2 separate regions of the Macaca mulatta genome follow, and region 2 is linked to region 1. Evidence: chromatin contacts called from public Hi-C data. All regions are on one chromosome and are shown on one strand. The core of a region is the stretch at or near the end of the contact, and the rest is flanking DNA. Distances in the headings are between cores, read along the strand shown.

Region 1 (4,491 bases), core at 1,558-4,057:
AGAATTGATTAAGAAATTCAGTAAAGTTTCAGGATACAAAATCAACATACAAAAATTGGTGGCATTTCTATATGCCAACAATAAACAATCTGAAAAAGAAATCAAGAAAGTAACCTATTTATAACAGTTGCAAATAAAATACCTAGGAATAAAATCAACCAAAGATGTGAACGATCCCTACAACAGAAACTATAAAACATTGATGAAAGAAATTGAAAAGGATAGAAAAAATGGAAAGACAGTCCATGTTTATGGACTAGAAGAACTAATCTTACTAAAATGTCCATTCCACCCAGTCTACAGATTCAGTGCAATCCCAATCAAAATATCAATGACATTCTTCACAGAAATAGATAAATTAATCCTAAAATTTATATGGGACCATGGAAGATCCAAAATAGCCAAAGCCACCCTGAACAAAAGTAATAAAGCTGGAGGAATCACATTATCTGGCTTCAAATTACACAAACTATAGTAATCCACACAGCAAAACTGGCATTAAAAATAGGCACACAGACCAATGGAACAGAGTGGAGAGCCCAGAAATAAGTCCACGCATTTATAGTTCAACTCATATCCCACAAAGGTGCAAAGAACTTACATTGGGGAAAGACAGTCATTTCAATAAATGGCACTGCGAAACTGGATATCCATTTGCTGAAGAATGAAACTAAATCCCTATCTAAAGTAAACCCCTAACCACATATAAAAATCAAATCAAAATGCATTAAAGGTAAATCTAAGACCTGAAACTATAAAACTACTAGAAGAAAACATTGGGGAAACACTCCAGGACATTGGGGTGGACAAAGGTTTCTTGGTAAGACTGCAAAAGCACAAGCACCCAAAGCAAAAGTGGACAAATGAGACCACATCAAACTAAAAATCTTCTGCACAGCAAAGGAAACAATCAACAAAGTGAAGTGACAATCCACAGAATGGGAGAAAATATTTGCAAACTATCCATCTGAAAAGAAAGTAATTGCCAGAATATATAAGGAGCTAAAACAATTCAATAGGAAAAAGACAAATAACCTGGTATTTTAAATGGGCAAAAGATCTGAACAGATCTCTCTCAAAATAAGACATACGAACAGCCAAGTGTATGAAAAAAATGCTCAATATCACTAATCAGCAGAGAAATGTACATCAAAACCGCAATGAGATATCATGTCACCCCAGTCAAGATGGCTTTTATTCAAGAGACAGGCAATAATTAATACTGGTGAGGGTGTGGATAAAGGGGAACCAGCATGCACTGTTGTTAGGAATGTAAATTAGTATTACCACTATGGAGAGCAGTATGGAGGTTCCTCAAAAGAATTAACAAATATATACGATCCCGCAATCCCACTGCTATCCCACTGCTGAGTATATATCCAAAAGAAAGGAAATCAGTATTTCAAGAATATATCTGCACTCTCATGTTTACTACAGCACTATTCAAAATAGTAAAGATATAGAATCAAAGTGTCTATCAACAGATGAATGGAAAAGGAAAGTGTGGTACAAAAACACAATGGGATATTAGCCAGTCATTAAAAGAATGAAATTCTGTCATTTTCAATAGCATGTATGAAAATGGAGGACATTATGTTAAGTGAAATAAGGCACAGCATGACAAATATCACATGTGCTCACTCACTTGTGGGAGCTAAAAACATGAACTCATGGAGACGGAAAGTAGAATGAGATGGTTAATAAAGGTTGGGAAGGATGGTGGGTAGAGGGGATAAATAGGGACTCGTTAATGGGTACAAAAATACAGTTAGAATGAATAAGTTCTAGTAGTTGGTAGCACTATACAGTGACTATAGTTAAGAACAATTTTATTATATATTTAAAAATAAAAGAGAGAACTGGAAAGTTCCTAAAACAAAGAAATGCTAAATGCTTGAGGGGATGGATACCCCAATCACCCTAATTTGACCATTAAACACTGTATGCCTGTATCAAAATATAACATGTAACCTATAAATATGTACAACTAATATTTATCCTGAATAATTAAAAATTTAAAAACCAAAAGAGAAAAAGCAAACAGAAAGTATACCTAGTAAAGGCCTGAAATATAAAGTCTAGGTGGTTTGGCAAGCCACAAAAGATATCGGCATATTATACACACCACATAATGAAAGAATTGTGGCACTGATGCATAATTAGATATATGGGGGAAAATTAGAAATTGAAATGCAAATGTAAATTGTGAGTATACTCAGTGATGTAGCTGAAACCTTAAATTATGTGGTAAAAGACTATATTTTTAATAAATTTAATGGGAAAATAAAATACTGGAAAATTTTAAAAATAAGTATATATTCACAGTGTATACCTGGAGAAAAACCATTGAGAGATCTAAATGCGAATGATAAAACCACAAAATCCGTAGGAAAATCTCTCAGAGATCAAAAGGACTACATAGCAAAAAAAAAAAAAAAGAAAAAAGAAAAGAAAAAAAGATATAACCATAATCAAAAGACAGTGGGAAAATTATTTACCTATATCATAGAAATGGACAAATATTCTTATTGTATGTACAGGGCTACATAAATAAAAGAAATCGCCGGTTCTGAAAGGATCCCTCCGCGTCCAAAAGACCACAGGGTCGCGGCGCCTGTCAGGGGAGTCCTTCCAAGGATTCCGGGTCGCGCAGTCCCCTGTGGACGGCTTTGACCAACATTCTGGGGCGTGTACCTGGACGACTCGCCGAGGACTCTGGGGAGCGTAGTCCACTGTGGGGATGCGAAGCGGAGGGTCGCAGAGCCACGGGTCGCGCCGAGGATTCTGGGTAGCGTAGTCCCGGCCGCGCAGAGGCTTCTGCGTAGCGCAGCCCGGGCGGCGCCGAGCGGTCCAGATCCCTGGGCGTCACCGAGCCGTGAGGTGGGTAGTCCACCGTCGGTGACCTCACCTCCTCGGTTCGCCGTCAGCCGCCTTGGTGAGTCGCGCTCCTGCGGGTCCCTCTCTCCAGCGCGCCCTTCCTGCGCAGGAAGAAGGGCCGGGAAGGCCTGGGACGCCAGGGCGCTGCTGGGGCCGTAGCGCGCCCTCCCTCAGGCCCGGCGTCTCCATGTTCTGGGGAGGGGCGGAGACCCAGGCCGCGCCTTGGAGTGGGCTGTGGTGCTGCGGCTCGCCGAGCGCCTCGGGTCTGGGCCGCTACTCCGTCTCCGTCCCCGGTTGCGTGTAGTGGCGGTTAGGCAGCCAGGATTTCACAGGGGCGCCGAGCAACCCAGGTCTCCGTGTGCCAGGGTCGCCGCTCCTCGAGTGGGGACGGGCCAGCGGCCTAGGTAGCTGCCACGGGGGTCGTTTGGCTGGAGGTGGTGGGGGACTCGGCCACAGACTGGGTCCACCAGTTGGGTGGGGGTTACAGCCCAGAGACTGATGGACTAGGTCCGACTCGGGTTCCCTCCGACTCTTGATGCTCCAGACTTTGTTGTGGGAGGCGGGACCGGGGAGGACTTCGCCCGCGTGTTTTGGGGAAGGGTCGCTGCTTTGGGTTGGGGGCAGCCCGCCTTGGGACTATCTTCCTTGGGTGGGAGGGTAGGCCGGGACCAGATGTCCTGGCACGGGCACTTCTAGACGTGTGTGGGGGGCTCTGCGTGGGGCAGCGTCCGCGGGAGGTGAGGTAGCTGTGGGGACCCAGGTGGCCTCTTCCCTGGAGCCCTGCTAATGATGGCAAAATATATTTAAAGAGGTTTATTCTGAGTCAGTGTGAGTGACTGTGGCCCAGGTTATTCAGTCTCAAGAGGTCCTGAGAAAGTGTCCGAGGTGGTCGGCTTGCAGGTTAATTTTATACAATCCAGGGAGACAGGAATTTCAGGTAAAATCATAAATCAGGCTGAGCACTGTGGGAGGTCAGGAGTTCCAGAGCAGCCTGGGCGGCACAGCGAGACACCCTGTCTCTACGTGAAATTAGAAAAATAAAAAATTAGCAGAGCGTGGTGTCCCATGCCTGTGGTCTCAGCTACTTCGGTGGCCCAGTCAGTTGAGTCCGGGAGGTGGAGGCTGTAACGAGCTATGTTGGCTGCACTGCATGCCAGCCTGGGCAACACAGCGAGATCCTGCCTCAGAAAATCATAAATCAATATGAGAAAGATACACGTGGGTTCCTCCCAAAAATCCAGTATCTCCAAACGGGTTTACACCTCATGGGGGCACTTAGGTATTCTTTAGTGGACAATTGGTTGAGAGACTTAAGCTGTTGCCTAAAGACTGGAATCAGAAGTATGCCAGAGTTAAGGGGATTGCATAGATCAAAGTTCTTGTTATGTAGATGAAGCCTCTTAGTTGGCAGCCCACAGAATAGATGGTAAATGTATGTTTTCAGTTATTTTTGTTTCTTTCTTTGTTTTTGTTTTTTTGAGAGAGAGTCTTGCTCTGTCGCCCAGGCTAGAGTGCAGTGGCGTGATCTCAGCTCACTGCCACTACCACCTCCCCGGTTTGAGCAGTTCTCCTGCCTCAGCCTCCTGAGTAGCTGGGACTACAGGTGCCCACCAC
Region 2 (4,870 bases), core at 416-2,915, 62 kb after region 1:
TCCATAAAATACAGAAACTGTAGGTAGTCTAATACTGCAGAAGAAATTCCTATTAATATAAAGATAAACCAATTAATCTAACCTACTGAACATCAGTGATCTGTTAAGGAGTTCCACCAGCGAGGCGAGAGAGTGGCAATTTTTTTCTCTAAAGAGCTAAATAATGAATACTTTAGGATTTCCAGCCATGTGATCTCACTTGCAATTACTCTGCTTCCGTATGGCAAAAGCAGCTGCAGACGATACAGAAATGAATGAGTGTGCTGTGTTCTAATGCAACTATGGGCACTAAAATTTACTGATTTTTGTGTGCAACAAAATACTGTTATTTTGATTTTTTTTATCCATTTTTAAAATCCATTTACAAATGTAAAAAATCACCCTTAGCCAGGCTCGGTGGCTCACGCCTGTAATCCCAGCTCTTTGGAAGGCCAAGACTGGTGGATTACAAGGTCAGGAGTTCGAGACTAGCCTGGTCAACATGGTGAAACTCCGTCTCCACTAAAAATACAAAAATTAGCCGGGGGTGGTGACATGCGCCGGTAATCCCAGCTACTCAAGAGGCTGAAACAGGAGAATTGCTTGAACCCGGGAAGCAGAGGTTGCAGTGAGCGGAGATCACGCTACTGCACTCCAGCCTGGGTGACAGAGCAAGACTCCATCTCGAAAATAAAAATAAATTTAAAAATAAACCACTTAGCTAACTGGCTAAACAAAATCAGGTAATTGGCCTGTAGCTCTGTAATACCTGACAGTCAATTTCTGGTCATTAAAGATGACCACATATCCAAATTACAGTAAAGTTACCCAAGAGAGACAAAGATTAGAGATTAGGGTCACGATCCCCGTTCTGCCAGCATTAGGAGGCAAGAGCTGCTACAGCCCTTCCGCGGGTTTAACAAGCGGTCGACGCCCCTCAACCTCTTGCTGAGCCTGAAAACAACCGAGTAAAAGGCATCCAAAAACCTGAGAACTCAAGGTTTCAGGAAAGCAATCAGGAAGGGCAAAACATGGGGCAGCCACCACACAGTCCCTTCGTCTTCGGGCACAGGTACTCAACGGGTTGTAAGAGACCCAAGTCACATCTTTCTTTCAAAAACAGGCTGGCGCGGGCCCAAGCTGACAGGGATTCCACCCCGGTGAAGGCCGCAAACGGCGCGAGGTGGGAAGGCGCAGGCTCCACCTTCTGCCATCCCCGGATCGCCGACAGTGACCTGCACGCACAGCCAGGCTAGGACCGCGGGCGCTCACGGCCGACACCGGGCCCGCAGACGACTCCGCGCCGCCCGTCCGGCCACCCGGAGAGCCCGCTGCCCAGCGCCTGGCAGCGCAGACAACCTCCCTAGAGGCAGCGATGACGGTCCCTCGCGCCGGACGGCCCAGGGAGGTAAGCAAGAAGCAGAAAGACACCAGGAAGAGGACCACGCTTCGGACCAACCCCAGCCACAGCCACTGAGAAGTCGCGCCACGCCGCCGCGCCCACGCACGCTTCCAGCACTCTTGAGAGACCGGACCCCGGGAATCTCGCGGGATCTCACTTTTCTCGGCGGCGCAGGGAATGAACCGATCGCGGGAATTCCCCCGCCGCCTGGAGAGGGTCTGGTGACCTCGCGGCTCCTCCCACGTTTCGCGGGGCAGCCCGCCTTGCGCATGTGCAGGCGGCGGCGGCGAGGCTACGGGTCGCGCGAGCGGCCGGCGCTATGGGGCTGAGCCGTGTGCGGGCCGTTTTCTTTGACTTGGATAACACTCTCATCGACACTGCCGGGGCGAGCAGGAGAGGCATGTTGGAGGTAACGTCCCCTCCAGTGGCGCTCCTCTGGGCGGGGTCAGTGCGCCCCGCAGCGTCCTGCGCGCTCACCTCCCCGTGACCCCACTTCCACCCTGGCGCCTTGGGCCGCTCTTGCTGGTTGAGACCTCGGGAGCGTCCGGGTGCGGAGGTGGCTGGAGGTGCGCGGGCCCTGCGGGTCTGCTTTCCCTGACCTGGCCACCGCTCGCCACCCAACCTCGAGCCCCGGGGCGGCCGCTGGCGGGTGCCTCGGCGCTCGGGACGCGGAAGGGCTCCGTGACGGCTGCCACGGTGGCGGAGGTGCCCGTGGGCGTGGGAAGCGACAGCAAAGCCGCGAGACCAGGCGCTGGGCCCGCCCCCAGTCAGGGTGTCGGTGTGGGGGGTGCCGGGAGGAGACTTGGTAGACTTAGCCCCAGTGTTGCCCCAAGAAGGGACACGGCTGTCAGTACCGAGCCTGGACATAAGCCCTGCTTTAGAGAATTGTCCCCACAGAACTCCTTCTGGCCTCCGTGGCGGGGTGGTGGTCCCCGTGGCTTTCTGAGGTGACACAGCAAAAGCCCGTGCTGCGAGGGCATGCCTTTCCCGAGGCGCTGCTTCGCGGCACCGCTCCTCTACACGCGCGGAGGCAGTTTCAGACCTTCCCGTGTTCCAGCCCGAGTCCACCCCGGCTTCTCTTTCTCTTTCTTCAGCTTCAAGGGGAAAGCAAAGGATTTATCAGATGTGGAAAACCCACTTTCAAAAGCTAATTCGTCCAAACCTGAGCTCCCCGTCCTCTTCATGCTTCATCAGTTTTTGTGTCCCTGGTTCTTCCACTACCTCATCCGTTTTCTTTTTAGCTGCATTCCACTCCTGCCGTATATTCATGTTTACCCTATAGTTTTAAAAAAGCTGTAAAAAGGATGCCTCCCTTTGGGCTGTTCTTCCTGCTCTAGATGTTACCTGTCTCTCTTGACAACCATGTTTTCCCGGAGAAATCCATACCCGTTATCTCCTTATCTCTACCTCCTATTTATTACTAAATCCATGGTAATGTTGCTTTATCTTCACCACTAGACTGAATAGACTTGGTGGGTCACTAGGCAATCCCAAATTGCCAGAATCCGTGGACATTTTTGAAGTCTGTCTTCATGACTTTACTGAGGCATTCCCCACTTTTAACTGTCCCTTCTATATAACGTTGGCCTCCACCTCCGGGGTACCACCCTGTGCCATATTGCCTCCAGTATCTCTGGCTGCGGACGTTGCATATTTACCTGTGTGTTATTAGTAAGCTGAGCCCTGTGCATTCCAATTAAATTACTGCTTTAGGCCAATTCTTGCTGTAGTTCCAGAGTTTGGGCTTTAAAAATCAGACATTTGAATATGAATCACAGCTCTCCGAAAACCTAGCTGAAAGTGCCTCAAGGAATTAACCAGTCGGAGCCTTATATCTTCATAAAATGTGAATTATATTAGTCCTCAATAACCCTGTAATGCTTGGGAAGCCCATGGGTGCAGTGTCCACTCAGCGAATTACAGCACCTTCCACCCTCGTATGCTGCCTGTCCACCACTGCACATTCCCCGTGCATGTCTCAGTTACAGCTGAACTCATCTCTCACCTAGACTGTTGCTGTGGGCTTGTCTCCAGGTTTACCACATCCAGTGTGTCCTCCACATTCTTGCCACAGCAATATTTTTAAAACAAAGACTAAATCGTATGTCTCCCTGGTCTTTACACCCTCACTTATACTAGTGCTCTATTTTGTTCAGATATTTCTTAATGCATCTGTCAAAGGATATTACAATTAATTTTGAAAGTCAGGTGCCTACAACTAAATAGTGAGCTTGGGAGGGAACAAACTGTCTTAATTCTCCTCGTTTGACACATGGCAAATGTTGAATAAATGCTGGATGGATGGATACAAATTTTTACTTCGAGACATGGTTCTATTACTGCCTCCTTTGTAATTAGCCTGTAATAATAAATTAGCAGGATAAGAAATTAGCCTAATAATAAATGAGCAGAATCGAACTGTGTGCTCTTGGCTATACAGGGAATACTTTATCACGTAAGGAAACAATAACATTCATAGATGTTGACCTGTTCAAAAGTAACATGCCAGCTTTCATAAATCATTGAAAATAATTTATGAATGGAGGAAGAGGGAAAGGTCCAGCTATTTATTGCCTTGGGCTTGGGGACAAGAGGTCAGATACTGACTGTATGTATGAACTTTAATTTTTTTAATCACCTAGGTAAGTTATTTTTTTCCTCCCTCTTTAGACCTGTTTTTTCATGGTAATTACTCAGGAACTTTTCTACAGAAACCTGGAGTTTCTCAGTGAACAAAGCAGAAGAGATTTTTGCATTTGTGAATTTACTTCTTAGTGGGCATGGCAATGAACATAATAAATATTTACAGGTGTGGTAGAAAAAGCAGAGAGGGTAACAAATCAACATTTTAAATAGACTGGTCAGATTTGGCCTCATCGAATAGGTGATGTTTGAGCACAGACTTGAAATAGAAATAACAGAAGGGCTGCTTGAATTGCTAGGCTGAGTGCAGGTCTCATTTTGTGAGTGTGTTTTTAAAGTATGAATAGTTTTATTTGGGATTCATCCCCTTCTGTCGTGCTGGATCCCTGTTGATTTCAGTAGGGATAGCACCATGTTCAAGAGGCTGAAGTTGAGACTCGAAGCCAGCAAATGAGAACGGGTTTTTGCGGGAACTTATATACAAGATGGTCCATTGGCAGTGGGCTGGACAGAACTGCAGCCGCTTGTAAAAAGAATGCAGTTTATATAGCATTTTCACTTAGCACCCTCCCTGCAGCATTCTCCTCCTGGCCACGTTCGTTTAATGGAAAGGAAAAAAAAAGGGCCTCTATCCCCTCTGCAACCTGAGTTCCACAGGATGGGATGGGCCATGGTCCAGATCTTCCTCCTAAATAAGAGATGAATCTCCGGATTGGACACTCCTGAACCCCTTATCTTGGAACCCAAATACACATTCCTCATAGACCACAGAGTCATTCTAAGGTTGTGCGTAAGTTAGTGCTGTCAGGTGCACCTGCCATACACTTCATATCCAAATGATTAGTA

Evidence for each region. Hi-C and Micro-C count contacts between places; a contact is called where the count stands out from the background.
Region 2: a contact with region 1 is called in a Hi-C map of cortical neurons, with 4 times the contacts expected there. The contact joins the promoter of NANP here to the promoter of ZNF337 in region 1. A contact is called at or near these places in 3 of 14 Hi-C or Micro-C datasets (cortical neurons, fetal cortex germinal zone and fetal cortical plate).

The regions. Positions count from the first base shown.
Region 1 is chr10:58,439,848-58,444,338 of T2T-MMU8v2.0, forward strand. It overlaps ZNF337 (zinc finger protein 337), which reads left to right and starts at 2,808. Exons shown (of 3, transcript XM_077951044.1): 1 at 2,808-2,935.
Region 2 is chr10:58,502,542-58,507,411 of T2T-MMU8v2.0, forward strand. It overlaps NANP (N-acetylneuraminic acid phosphatase), which reads left to right and starts at 1,666. Exons shown (of 2, transcript NM_001266157.1): 1 at 1,666-1,790. The coding sequence starts at 1,701. It overlaps LOC114670419, which reads right to left. Exons shown (of 4, transcript XR_013399698.1): 1 at 1,859-4,870.